Regions from separate parts of the Mus musculus genome. Here regions 1, 3 and 4 are each linked to region 2. The links are chromatin contacts, called in public Hi-C, HiChIP or PLAC-seq and promoter capture Hi-C maps. All regions are on one chromosome and are shown on one strand. Each heading gives the region's core, a stretch centred on a gene start, on an enhancer-like site or on the middle of the called end of the contact. The rest is flanking DNA. Distances are from core to core; before and after follow the strand shown.

Evidence for each region. Promoter capture Hi-C pulls out the DNA fragments that hold promoters and counts their contacts. Hi-C and Micro-C count contacts between places; a contact is called where the count stands out from the background. HiChIP or PLAC-seq counts read pairs in DNA pulled down with a chosen protein or histone mark.
Region 1: a Hi-C map of B cells shows a contact between it and region 2, with 12 read pairs. The contact joins the promoter of Clint1 here to the promoter of Ebf1 in region 2. A contact is called at or near these places in 2 of 39 promoter capture datasets (both in embryonic stem cells), 1 of 484 Hi-C or Micro-C datasets (B cells), 8 of 115 datasets of contacts at active chromatin or transcription factors (the 230-238 cell line, embryonic forebrain, embryonic stem cells and 3 more) and 1 of 9 other capture datasets (embryonic stem cells).
Region 3: a promoter capture Hi-C map of cranial neural crest shows a contact between it and region 2. The contact joins the promoter of Sox30 here to the promoter of Ebf1 in region 2. A contact is called at or near these places in 2 of 39 promoter capture datasets (cranial neural crest and liver).
Region 4: a contact with region 2 is called in an H3K27ac HiChIP or PLAC-seq map of microglia, with 6 times the contacts expected there. The contact joins the enhancer-like site here to the promoter of Ebf1 in region 2. A contact is called at or near these places in 11 of 39 promoter capture datasets (the 3T3-L1 cell line, 3T3-L1-derived adipocytes, the C10 cell line and 6 more), 1 of 15 datasets of contacts at CTCF or cohesin (large pre-B cells), 7 of 484 Hi-C or Micro-C datasets (CD4 T cells, LSK cells, cerebral cortex and 3 more), 15 of 115 datasets of contacts at active chromatin or transcription factors (the NIH/3T3 cell line, craniofacial prominence, embryonic fibroblasts and 10 more) and 6 of 9 other capture datasets (adipose tissue, embryonic stem cells, embryonic tail and 3 more).

What each region holds. Positions count from the first base shown.
Region 1 is chr11:45,850,342-45,853,309 of GRCm38.p6, forward strand. It overlaps Clint1 (clathrin interactor 1), which reads left to right and starts at 1,628. Exons shown (of 12, transcript NM_001045520.4): 1 at 1,628-1,851. The coding sequence starts at 1,811.
Region 2 is chr11:44,616,366-44,619,449 of GRCm38.p6, forward strand. Ebf1 (early B cell factor 1) reads left to right here and starts at 1,735. Exons shown (of 16, transcript NM_007897.3): 1 at 1,735-1,947. The coding sequence starts at 1,814.
Region 3 is chr11:45,978,692-45,981,877 of GRCm38.p6, forward strand. It overlaps Sox30 (SRY (sex determining region Y)-box 30), which reads left to right and starts at 1,619. Exons shown (of 5, transcript NM_173384.2): 1 at 1,619-2,682. The coding sequence starts at 1,629.
Region 4 is chr11:45,698,059-45,701,154 of GRCm38.p6, forward strand. The region is part of intron 3 of Gm39816 (a long non-coding RNA gene); the gene reads right to left. Among named protein-coding and RNA genes, the nearest start is that of Gm35282, 4.2 kb to the right of the region's middle. Within about 2 kb of position 1,588, at least 6 of the 459 cell types and tissues checked have an H3K27ac peak or open chromatin away from gene starts, as enhancers often do. A contact at or near this core is called in microglia, where this site is marked.

The DNA of each region.
Region 1 (2,968 bases), core at 378-2,877, 1.2 Mb after region 2:
TTCAAGAGGAAAATTACACTTTTTTTTTTTTTTTTGAAAGCTCTGGTTCTCCAATTACCTCTGCACCCCTTTGCCTCCTTTCCCAACCTATGGCTCCAACTGACTTAGCTTGATCTCTAGAGCCCCTATCTTAAGGAATATGTGAGTCAGCTTTGTTTTGGTTTCTGCACTCTGAGGTTCTCAGTTTTGTTTGCTTCTTTTTCGGGACCATACTGGAGTGCTTTCAAAGCTGCTTCCAATAACCAAGTAAATGCAAACTGACGTCTTGACTAAAGGATCTGGAATAAGAGGGCCTGGGTCTTGGCTATTTACAGCCACTGTTTGCCCTTCGTTGTGAATCTTACTTGTCTTGTGTTCCCTCCCCCAATCATTCTTTTCTTGATCTTCTTAGGGCCAGTTCCTTTGTATTGTTCCAGTTTTAGCATACATTCAATCTCCTCAAAGAGCCCTGAATATTCTGCTGTTTTTCCTCTGACATTGTTGTCTGTAACATTATGTTCTTGGTTTTGACAAGCACTTATTCTCTCTAATTAAATATTTTCTTGATTGTTATGTCCCTCCTCCAGTGACCTTTAAGCTCCCAGGGAACTTGAGCCCCAGCTGTAGTCCTCGCTTGTAACACCCTGAAGATGCTCAGTAAATAGTGGCAGAATTATTTTTTAATTAAAAAAATGTATATGTATAAATACATATATATTTACATATATAACTTTATTTTAACATTTAAGTAATTTTTATTTTATTTCTTTACAAATAAATAACATTTAATTAAAGGTTTTAATTATAACTTAAAAATTAAGGTCTTATTGTGTAACCCTGGCTGACCTGGAACTTCTGATGTAAACTAGACTGTCCTCAAACGCATTGAGATTCGCCTGCCTCTGCCTTCTGAGTGCTAGGATTAAAGCAGTCTGCAACCAGGGCAGGTAAAACTTATAAAAATTAAGGAATTGCCTAAAACAAAATGTAGTATTACTTCAAGTTTTATCACAAGTTTTGACTGACATATTAAGTGAAAAACCTGATCAGTGGAAATTACTTTAGCAGATCTCAAAAATTATGTATGCTTTTAGAAACCAAAGCCACAGAGTTCTTGGGTATATCACATAAAACACATATAGGTATGCTGTGTATGAGTACTGGTGGCTTTCTGGTTTCCCAACTAATGTGAACTAAGTTTCTGAGGCTTGTTACAAACTATCTTAACGAGGGTACTAGGTAGCTGTCTACAGATAAAATCATTGTATCATAAAACTAGAGTGGGGAAGGATTTAGAATAAAATTCTACACTGGTCAGGGCTGGAATCCCAGGTTCAGTGATGTATAGACGCCTATATGTTTGGAAGCAAATGCAGAAACACGTGCGTAGATGAAGAACACGCACGCCAATCACACTCTGTAATCGTGCTTAGCATCAATGTGTACATCTGAAGAAGGTGAGCGCGAGTAAGTCTTGCAACTGTTGTGATGGCAATCACGCGGAGGCTGTGTCAGAGGTCCCCAAACCGCAGCGATCTCAGCCCTCTCACGCTCCGGGGGCGCAGGGCGCGGACTACAATTCCCGGCGTGCGGCGCGCGGCGCGGGCGGAAAGCCGGCCACTTCCGCCCCACGCAGCGCCGGTGCGGCCGCGTCTCGACGTGTCACTGGCGGCGCCGTGGCTGTGGCCGGGAGAAGGAGCTCCGGCTAGGGAGAGTTCGCGGCGGTGGGTGGCGGCGGCGACCCGGACCTGGACCAGCCCCGGCGCGGAGGCGTCCCGGGGTCCGTGGAGAGTGGCGGCGGGCGGCGGCGGGCCGGGCCGCGCGGGGCGCGATGCTGAACATGTGGAAGGTGCGGGAGCTGGTGGACAAAGCGTGAGTATCGGGGGGCAGTTGCGGCCGGCCCCGCGGCGGGGGCGGGGAGCGTGCGCACGGTGGTCCAGCGCGCGGGGACACGCGGCACGCCCCCCCGCCCTGCGGCCTGGTGAAGGCGGCGGCCGCGGCGGGCCTGGGCCTCGGTCTCCGAGCCTCTGGCGGCTCAAAACCCCCCTCCCTGCTCCGGTCTCTGCTCCCCGGGACGTCCTCACCGCGCCCCTACCCCGCGCCGGGCAGACAGATGCTTTGATCGTCGTACCCAGCTTGGAGTTTGGCCTCCTGGACACCAGGCCCGGCTTGGGGGCGAGGGGACGCGTGCTCCCGTCCCCGGTAACCCCCGTGGTGTAATTCGGAGACACCTTAGGCCTGGCCTGGTATGCCCTTTACCTTGGTAGACACCTTTGAATTTCTAGTGAACCTGCAGTGGAGTGAGTGGGAGGTGTAACAAGTGGTCACTGTGGACAGGCTGGAGTTGCTCAAGAGGAGACTCGCCCTTCGGGTTTGTCACACTAAGTGAAAGCAGATGACCAGACAACTTTCCGTGACTGTTTTCCTCTAACTTTACCACTACACTTCCTTTTGGGGTGGGCAATCATGTAAATAAAAATTACTCTAAAGGGTGAAGGAAAAGAAAAAAAGCCCAGTTTATATCCTGTTGACCTGTTTTTAACTCCTTTCAGAGTAAAATAACTCAGTGCTTTTAGTATACTCAGAAACCCTTAGCACTTTAAGTTGAGCATATCGAAAATAACAGTAGGTCTTTTAGGTCACCAGGAAATAAGACTTTAAATATTTAACCAGCCCTCTTCCTTTTTGGGTTTTTGTGATTATGCAATAAGTGTGGTAAAGAAACAGTTCTTTTGAACCACCCACCTAACCTGAAACCAGGAAGTATAGAAGCTCTTTTTGACCCCAGAAAACAACATTCTTTAAAGCAACTTGTCTGACGCTTCTGATGGTGCTTTGCTACCAAGGAAGTGCTTAAGGAGTACCGTTTTCAGAACCGAAAGAGCTAAGTTCTTAACTTTGTAGAATTCCCGTCTTCTCCAGTTCAGGATGAAGATCATTGCGGCCCTCTTAGTCCATGAGGGTGAAGAGCCAGGGGCTTCCGTTTCCT
Region 2 (3,084 bases), core at 485-2,984:
CTTCCCCTTTAACAGAAAGAACTTTGTGTGCCAAATAACCAACTAATCAGAGAAGGCAACACCCTTGCTGCAGTTGTTAAAGAAAAATAAAGCTACTTTGCGGAGCAGGAGAAGGGACTGAGGATCTGAAGATATTTAGAGTCGCAGGCTGCATAGCCCCAGAGACTCATTCACTCTTAGGGACTTCTGGAGAGTAGTGACCGAGTGAAAACCGCGCCCAACAGCATTCGTGTCTGGGTTAGCACCAGAGTTAGAGGCATTTCAGAAGCCTGCTGAAGACTGAGTCTAGAATGCCCATTCCCTTGCGGTCTACTAAAGTCGTATTGGTTGGGGCTTTAGGTTTCTCTACCTCTCCTGACACGGAGATAATGTCTTCCGAGTGCCCTCAAGTCTCGATCTCGCGCACATAAAGTTCATCCCGCCACCCTTGTTTCAGAGTGAAGAGCTGGACACCTGGGATGGGCATCCTGCCTTTTCTGCCTGGTCAGTCCTTTTTTCCTCCACGTTTGCCCCCGAAGTCCCAGGACAGGCAAGCAAGGGACTAGGCGTCTGCCCAAAGAGAACGCAGTCAGTACGCCTCCGTCGCGCTCAGGGCTCGGAAGGGATGCTTAAGAACTGCCATGGTGCATACCCCTTCGACTCAGGATACCTCCATCTCCTTCCCTCTGCCCCCTCTCTCGCTCTCTAAGGCCACGCTCCTTCCAGTTTAGACGCTAGAGCTCAGAGATCCCTTGCTCGCCACTTTGCCGGGAACTTTGGCGGCTCCCCTGCGCCACAAGGAGAAGGATGTTAATGAGGGAGTGTGGCCAGGCTCTGTGAACAAGCCAGCTCGGGAGCTGCGATTGGCTGTGATAAGGCGGAAGGATGACGTTATGCAAAGAAGGGGCGTGTCTAGGCTGCGAGGGCCCCGCCTCCTTCCCTTTGGGGTTAGTGTGCCTGTGTTTAGCTCTGGGGAGAGTCAAACTGGATTCCACAGGGAGAGCCTGCAAATCACTTCTATTTTAGCAAGGAGAAAACAGAATCTCCATCCAGCAGGGTCCACCCCTCTCTTTCTCCCTCTCCTCTCTTTTTCTATCTCTTTCCCTCCCCCCTTCCTCTTTCCCTCTCTCTCCCCTTCCCCCCCCCCCCTCCGGTGTATCTGTCTACAGCAACCAGCGTCCTCATCTACACGCACGGAAAGGAAAGAAACATCTTTGGTTGAGAGAGGAGGAGGAAAAAAGAGAGAGAAAAAAACTTGCCTGGTTGTGGAAAATGACACTTCAAGTAGCCAAGCCGGCTTCGAGAGTCGTATCTATTGTTTCTTAAATTGTCATCAGGGTGGTTTTTTTTCTTCCTGCTTCTTCAAGTGAAGGTACCGCTACAAAAGGAAACTCCAGCCCCTCCTGTTCTCCAACGGCCTGTGATTACTACAAAAAGAAAAAAAAAAAGGCAAAAAAAAAAAAAAAAGCAAAAAAAAAAAAAAAAAAAAAAAAAAAAAAGGAAAAAAAAAGCACCCAAACTCAAAACCAACCAACCAAACAACCCCCAACAGCCAGGCATATATCTCTGTTTTTTCTTAATTTTGGTCTTTTCGTTGGATTTTCCCTTTCTTTTTTTTTCCCCTCGCCCCCCTCCTTGTTATCGCTCAGTTTTGAGCGAAGGTTTACATTTTTAAAAATTTTGCTTTTCAGCCCGCCTTGATGTAGCGCGAGTCTCATCGACTCAAAAAAAAAAAAAAAAATCTGTGGTTGGCGTTTTTTTTTTTTTTTCCTTTTTTTTTTTTTCAAATATTTTCAAAGGGGAGGAGATTTTTCCACAAGAAAAGGTTGTTTTCATGTTTGGGATCCAGGAAAGCATCCAACGGAGTGGAAGCAGTATGAAGGAAGAGCCGCTGGGCAGCGGCATGAACGCGGTGCGGACGTGGATGCAGGGCGCCGGGGTGCTGGACGCCAACACAGCGGCGCAGAGGTGGGTACCGCTGGGGGACCGTGGAGGAGAGGCCACCGGCTAGCGGGAGAGCCCGGAGACGGCGGCGCGGCTACCCGGGGCCTGGCCACGCGAGTGCGTCTGCCGCTGCGCTGCGCTCGCCGCCCGAGCTCCGCGCTCCTCGGCTGCGCAGCACTCGTCGCCGGGTGGCCAGAGATCAGCGAGCTGCTGGAGGGAGCCGAGCCCAAGCTTTGCCGGCACTTTCCGCAGCCCCATCTGCGAGTGTTTTCGTTTTGTTTTAACCCAGAAGAGGCGTCTCTGCAGCTCGGTGTTGGATAGCTGCGCTTTTCTGACCGCTTGTTTTCTTTTCTGTGTGGTTATATTTTTCCCTTTTCCTCTCCTTCTCTTCGCTTCCTTTCCCCTTTATTTCGCTTCAGTTCTTTCCTTTTTCTTCTTCCCTCTTTTCTTTTTTCCTACTTAATTTTCTTCTCTCCCCCTTTCTTCCTTTCTATTTTCTACCTTCTTTAATTCTTTCCTTTCCCCCTATCTTTCCTTTCCCTTTTCTACCTTCTTTAATTTTTTCTTGTCCTTCTCCACTCTTTTCCCCCCTTCTTTCTCAGTTTCACTCTTCGTTTTTCTCTTCTCTTTCCTCACCTGGCTCTCTCCCCCGTTTCTCTCTCTCTCTCTCTCTCTCTCTCTCCATTTTTCTTCTTGGAGTCTCCTCTTATTTCTCCTATCTGGTTCTTTACTCTCTCCTCTCTCCACTTCTTAGCCTTCAGTTTTTCTCAGTCTGCCTGTAGAATAGTGATTTCCAACTTTAATTTTCACATCTCCTAAAAGCCACCCTCATCCACTGTCACCTTGGCCTTCCCCAGTCCCTCTCCCACTCTCCAGATCCTACACTGAGTGATTTGGAGGCCATGCTCTTGGAGACCAACTTGAGGAACTTCCCTGGACACACCCAGTGCCCTGTCCAGGGGCTCCTAGTCCCAAGTGAGAAATGGTACCTTGCCCTTTTCATTGCTGGCCACCACCTGGGCTTCGGGGAAAACTTTGTGGGCCCAGGCTCCATTAGACATAAAGGGTGCAGAAGGGGAATGGGGAGTAGTTCCATCTTTCCATTTTTGGGGGGAAGGGCTAGGGACAACTGTCCTATACTGTTTCCATCCCCATGAGCAC
Region 3 (3,186 bases), core at 369-2,868, 1.4 Mb after region 2:
GCACAATCTACAGGTTTAGTTGTCCATCTGTGTTGTGTTCTTCCATGTATAGATGTATGAACTATAGAGCATTAGAAAGAATTCATCTTTAATTGCCTTGGCTATAGTGTTTATCTTCCTCAAGATAGAGCATTAACTTTTAGTAAAGAATTCATCTTTAATTGCCTTGGCTATAGTGTTTATCTTCCTCAAGATAGAGCTGTAACTTTTAGTCAGGATGTCTAGTGATGCAGGAAATGTTGATAATTTCTCATTTACTTGCTAATATTGAATAAAAACTAAACACACTCCTTCTTAAAAGAAGAGGCACACACATGGAAAAAAAACCTTAAAATGAGCCCTTAATATACATAGTATTACTATTTTATTATGCTGTGGCAGTTCTTATTTCTTTATTCAATAAGCATTTATTGCACAATTACTCAACAGTCGGCACTGGGGAGTCAATGATGAGCAAAACAAAAGCAGTTCTTTCCCAAAGGAGGTAACAATCAACTGGAAGAGGCGCAGAATAATCACACAAAGAAAGCACTTCAAAGGACATGATCAGGTGTGAGTGCATAAAAGAGATTCGAACGAATGCTGTCATGGTTTTCTCTGAAATGCCGGTTCAGCTCCAAGTTGAAAAATAAACGGGAGTTACAAGAGACATAAATGCTTGACTTGCTAAAGCGTCCTGTGATGAAAAAGAATAGCATGGGAAGCAATGTGGTGAAAGTGTAAAAAACTCAAACTGTAGGTATAGCCTAAGCTACTAATCAGGTTTATCAGGCTCTGCGGGGTTAAGAATTTCGAACTTTTATCTCATAACCAGTGGGAGCGGCAGAAAGATTTGGGGGAAATGTGACAGTTTGACTTGTATTTTTAGAACAACTGGCAGTCGGGAGGTAGTGGGACATAGGTGAAGAGCAAAACTTCAGGAGAACTGTAACATCCATATGGAATTAGAGAAGGACAATGGAAGCCTAAGCAGGATAATGGTGGGTGGGACCTCAAAAGGTGGATGAATCTGGGTCGCATCTTGGAAGCAGACTGAAAATTCAACTAGTAAAATAGTTATACCTAGTCAAAAACCAGGTCCAGTAAGATCAGTTATAAGTTCCAAGGTGTCCCCATACTTGAGAATGACTAGAAGACCCTATCAGACTCCGGCTTTATGAACACACAAGGCCGAGAGCCCAGCCCGCAAGAAAGGCCCACGCCTTCATCCCTGGAGGTCCTTGGTAAAGGCGTGGAACAGAAGGGTTTCCTGGGCAACGCCATTGTCGCGCTCCAGGAGGGGGCGGGGTAACCAAGGTCAAGGCCTAAAGAGAATCCGGAAGAGAGGGAGAGTGAAGAGGCGTGGAAAATGGGACACAAGGAGCTTCGGCCCGGTCTATGGCGGATGATTCCAGGGTTCTCGCACGCGGCTAGTGTGGAGGGTGGGAGGAGCCGGGGAACGTGCCTGTGATTGGCTGGCGGGAGACACCGGGCCGCTCCTGATTGGGCGAGGCGAGCCCGTCTGTGGAGCGCGTAGGGTTCTGGGTAGCCAAGGCCTTGGAAGGGTCTTAACCGAAAGGGGGAGGGGGAGGCCGCCAACAAACGGCTGAGCTCACAATCCCGGCCGCGGCCCGCCCGCCCCCTCCCCCATGGAGAGAGCCAGGCCGGAGCCACCGCCGCCACCGCCGCCGCCGCCGCGCCAACCGCCGCGGCCCACCCCTCCGCGCCCGTTGCGCCCCGCTCCGCCCGCGCAGCCCGTCGAGGCCGCCACCTTCCGGGCCGCGGCCGCAGAGCGCTCCCAGTCGCCGTCGGCTCAGGCCACGGCCGCCATGGCCGCGGTGGCCTCGTCGTGCGGGGAGGCCGCGGCGGCGGGTGCGCAGGCGGCAGGGACGCGACGCCTGCTGCAAGTGAAGCCGGAACAGGTGCTGCTGCTGCCTCCCGGAGGACCGGGGGTGCCTCCGGCTCCCGACGAGGGCGCAGCCGCCGCCGCCGCTGCCGCTGCCGCCGCCGCCTCGTCCGCGCAGGCGCGCCTGCTGCAGCTGAGGCCGGAGCTGCTGCTGTTGCCTCCGCAGTCCGCGGCCGACGGAGGCCCCTGCAGGCCGGAGCTGCACCCCATGCAGCCCCGGACGCTGCTCGTCAAGGCCGAGAAGCAAGAGCTGGGGGCGGGCTTGGACCTGTCGGTGGGATCTCGGAGGACCACCGAGGCCGGCCCGAGAGCCTCGAGGGCCGCCAAGTTGGATGGCACCGGGAAGGCCCTCGACGGCCGCCGAAGCGATGAGAAGAAAGCCAAGCTGGAGGCAGAGGAGGCTCCGAGGGATGCGCTGAAAGGCGGGGAAGGCAAGAGCCTGCTGGCCATCGGAGAAGGAGTCATCAAGACGGAGGAGCCAGACAGACCCAGGGACGATTGTAGGCTGGGCACGGAGGCCACGTCCAATGGCCTGGTCCACAGCAGCAAGGAGGCCATCCTGGCCCAGCCGCCTAGTGCTTTTGGGCCACACCAGCAAGACCTAAGGTTCCCTTTGACACTCCACACCGTCCCACCTGGAGCCCGTATCCAGTTTCAGGGGCCTCCGCCTTCTGAGTTGATACGGTTGTCCAAAGTCCCCCTGACACCAGTGCCTATTAAAATGCAGTCCTTGCTGGAGCCTTCTGTAAAAATTGAAACCAAAGATGTCCCCCTCACCGTGCTGCCCTCAGATGCAGGTATTAGAAGCCAGGGGAATCTGGCTTTCACAGGTCTGTGTTGCACAGACATATTAGCAGTTCAGGAGCTGAAGCTCGAAAAGTAGAATCCTGGTACGGCCCTTAGCTTGCACAGGGAGTGCTTCTGGTTGATTTGCCCACATACTGGTAAAATACACTTAAGTATTGCCACAGTTTTTATAAACAGTCACTCTTAAGACTTAGTAAACAGATTAAGAGAATAGACTCAACAGAAGGCCTTGTTAGATGATACAGATTCCTCAGTTTATATAAAATAACATCAAATTTTCTATCATAGTAGCTTCTTAGGTTTATGTGTATCAAGAAATAAAATATACCAGTGTTCGAGAAAAATGATAGTTGTTTATATTGACTATAGATGTTAAAAGAGAACAGTAACTTTTCTGAGAGAAAACATACATATAGCATATAGCTAAAGCTTTTAGAAATAATAAAAATAAGCCAAGTGATTTTTAAAAGAAGTGATTATATTTAAGATATATT
Region 4 (3,096 bases), core at 338-2,837, 1.1 Mb after region 2:
CTGGCTTGAATACACTGGGCAGAAAGAATTTTGACTAATTGAACCGTCTGGTGGAGGAGGACGACAAAAGCTGTATCAACCCGGACGTGCCGATCTTACAGAAGACCAGTCTGTGTGAGATAGAAAAGATGGGTGGCCTGTTGGTGATCACTTCAGGGGACCTAAGCACATCTGCCAGAGTGGAACTTAAAGTAGAACTTCCTGATTGTGAACTTCCTTTGCAATACAGACTCATAAGCAGTCTGTAAAATAAAATGTAGACTCACACTTATATGTGTTTATGTGTATGCAGCTATAGTGCAAGGCTGTACACTCGGGGAATGGAGGACAGATTACAACCTCAGGTGTCAGTCTTCAGATGCCAACCACTTACAAAAAATAAAAAAGTATGTCTCACTGGTGCTGAGCTCAGCAAGTAGGCAATGCTGGCTGTCCAGTGAGCCCCGGAGATTCCTCTTGTCTCTGCTTCTCCAGCACTAGGAGTATAAGTGTGCGGCATCCCACACAGCTTTTTTATGTGAGTTCTAGGGACCAGATTCCAGCTACATCATTTCCCCAGTCCCGGGCTTTGGGTTGTTGGGCCCCCCCCCCTCGCACCCCCCCCACATGAGGGCATTCTTAGTTTCCTCCTTTTGTGTGATTTCTTTAATAGGTATAAGCCTCATTTGTTAACAAAATAATAAATGACCTTCATGGTTTAAATTTCAGGGTCCTCCAAAGTCTTCCTGTCTGATGCCCCATGAGACCTAGACAACACCAAAACAATAACAACAACAATATGTGTGAAACACTGGCATTGCTAGTGCTGTTGGTCACATTATATCCGTCTTGAAATGGCAGATAGCTCTCTGATATTGGAAGCGTGGCACATTAGGCATGTTAGCAGAGAGATAGAAGTAGAGCCAGAGAGGAAACTTACAGAGTGAGGGACTTGTTAGGGAACCATCCCCAAGAGAAACTGGTAAGGCAGATGCAGGAAGAGAGAAAAGGGAAGCCAGAGCCTGGTTTCTGGCAAAGCCCCACCAAATTCCCACGAAGAGCCTTTTGAGCTGATTGCTCAGGGAACCTACAGTATAAGCTACAGACTCCCAAGGTTCTCTCCACTGCAAGCAAAGGAGCCAGCCTTCTGAATTCCTGTCAAGTCAGCTCATTGCTCACAAAAAGCTGACCCTGGTGACTAAAGTCTGTATGTTTTAGGCAATGCCACTCACATCTAGCAGCCAAACAGTATCCATCAAAAGATAGATGGGGCAGGTTGTCATAGAGACAAAAGCAACCAGAATATGGGGCAGGAAATAATAGATCCATAGGGATCTAAAAGAAGCTTCACAGAGTTTGCCTCAAACAGGAAGCTGCAAACAGATGCCTGCACTGGGTGTCTTGGATTCTCTTCCTGTGGCTCTGATAACATACACGGACAAAGGCAACTGAAGAGGGAACTGAAGAGGGAAAGGTTTCCTTTTTGCTCATCGTTAAATGGGCAGCCCATCCTGGCAGGGAAATCAAGCAGGAGCCTGAAGCAGCTGGTGATGTTGTTCCCACAATCAGGAAGCAGAGAGCGAGGAATGCTGTGACTCAGCTCTTTTCTCCACAGTACCATCCAGGACCCAGCCAGGAAATGGGGCAGCCCACAGTGGGTGGGTCTCCCCACACTAAGTAACATAATCAAGCTAACTGCCACCGTCATGCCCATCTCTCAAGAGATTCTATGGAATTGATAGTTAACAGTAACCAACACTTTATTAGAGTTCACCTAAAAGAAGCAGGCTAACCTTACAAGAGAGCAGACCTCAAGAAGGAGACAGACTTGTCTTGGAGAGCAAGGACATAGATATAAATTCACCATCTCCCTGGAGATTCAGGCAAGCAGAGTTTGATGCCAAAACTACAATGAGTTCGAGCGGAGAGACTCATCTCGTATTATTTATGCAACAAACTTTTCCTGAGTCTTCATGCAAGATATTGGGGGCGGGGGATCTAATAAAACAGACCTTGAAGATCCCAATTCTAAAGAGCTTCCTATGTGGTGGGGGAAAATGGGTGAAATCCAGGAAGCCAAACCAGATAAAGTCCAACACTATCAAATGCTGGGACAGTGATACAAAGACATGGCAGAATAAAGAGGGGTGGGGCGGGGTGCGGGCTGCTGTTCAAAGGAAAGCCTTTCCCAGATGCCATCCAAGAAAAAGACTTCAAGTGTGGAAGATACCCGTGTAGAACTGTGTGTGTCTGAAAGCATCGATGGAAATTTTACATGGAAGATAAACTGTTGGTTGTCAACTATAGAGAAAGATTGCTCTGAAGGCTTACTCAAGAGTTCAGAGGTGATGCTCAGACCTCAAGCTTCAGTAAGAGCAATGGAGACAGTGAGGGGATGCAGAGAGACTGGAGCCAATGCAAAAGGGTATATGGTCTAGAGACAGCATTTTGGAGGGAAGGTTATAGGCTCCAAATGCTGCTCTAGAGTATGGCCACCCTCATCCTTTAACTTGCCCATCTGTACACTTCAGAAAGTAGCCATCTCATCAGCATCAAACCCACACCCAAATGCATCCAGCCAGTCCATCAGCATCAAATCCATTATCATCAAACCCACACCCAAATGCATTGACAACGTAGGAACCTAGGGATGGATGGGAAGATAGTGAAAGTCAGTCAGTAAAACAATTGCCACACAAACATGGAGAACCTGAGTTCAGATTTCTAGCACCCATGTAGAAAGCCAAACTTACACAGAGAGAGAGAGAGAGACAGAGAGACAGAGAGACAGAGAGACAGAGACAGAGAGACAGACAGAGAGACAGAGAGACAGAGAGACAGAGACAGAGGAAACTCTTCTAGCCACAGTGACGGACTATTTCCAGTTCACATTTATCTAGACCAATGTTCTCAACCTCCCGAATACTGTGACCCTTTAATACAGTTCCTCATGTTCTGGTAACCCCCAACCATAAAATTATTTTCATTGCTACTTAATAACTGTGATTTTGCTGCTGTTGTCAATTATAATGTAAATATCTGCTTTCTAATGGTTTTAGGCAACCCCTGTGAAAGGGTCATTTGACCCTCCAAGGGGGCTGTGACTCACAGGTTGAG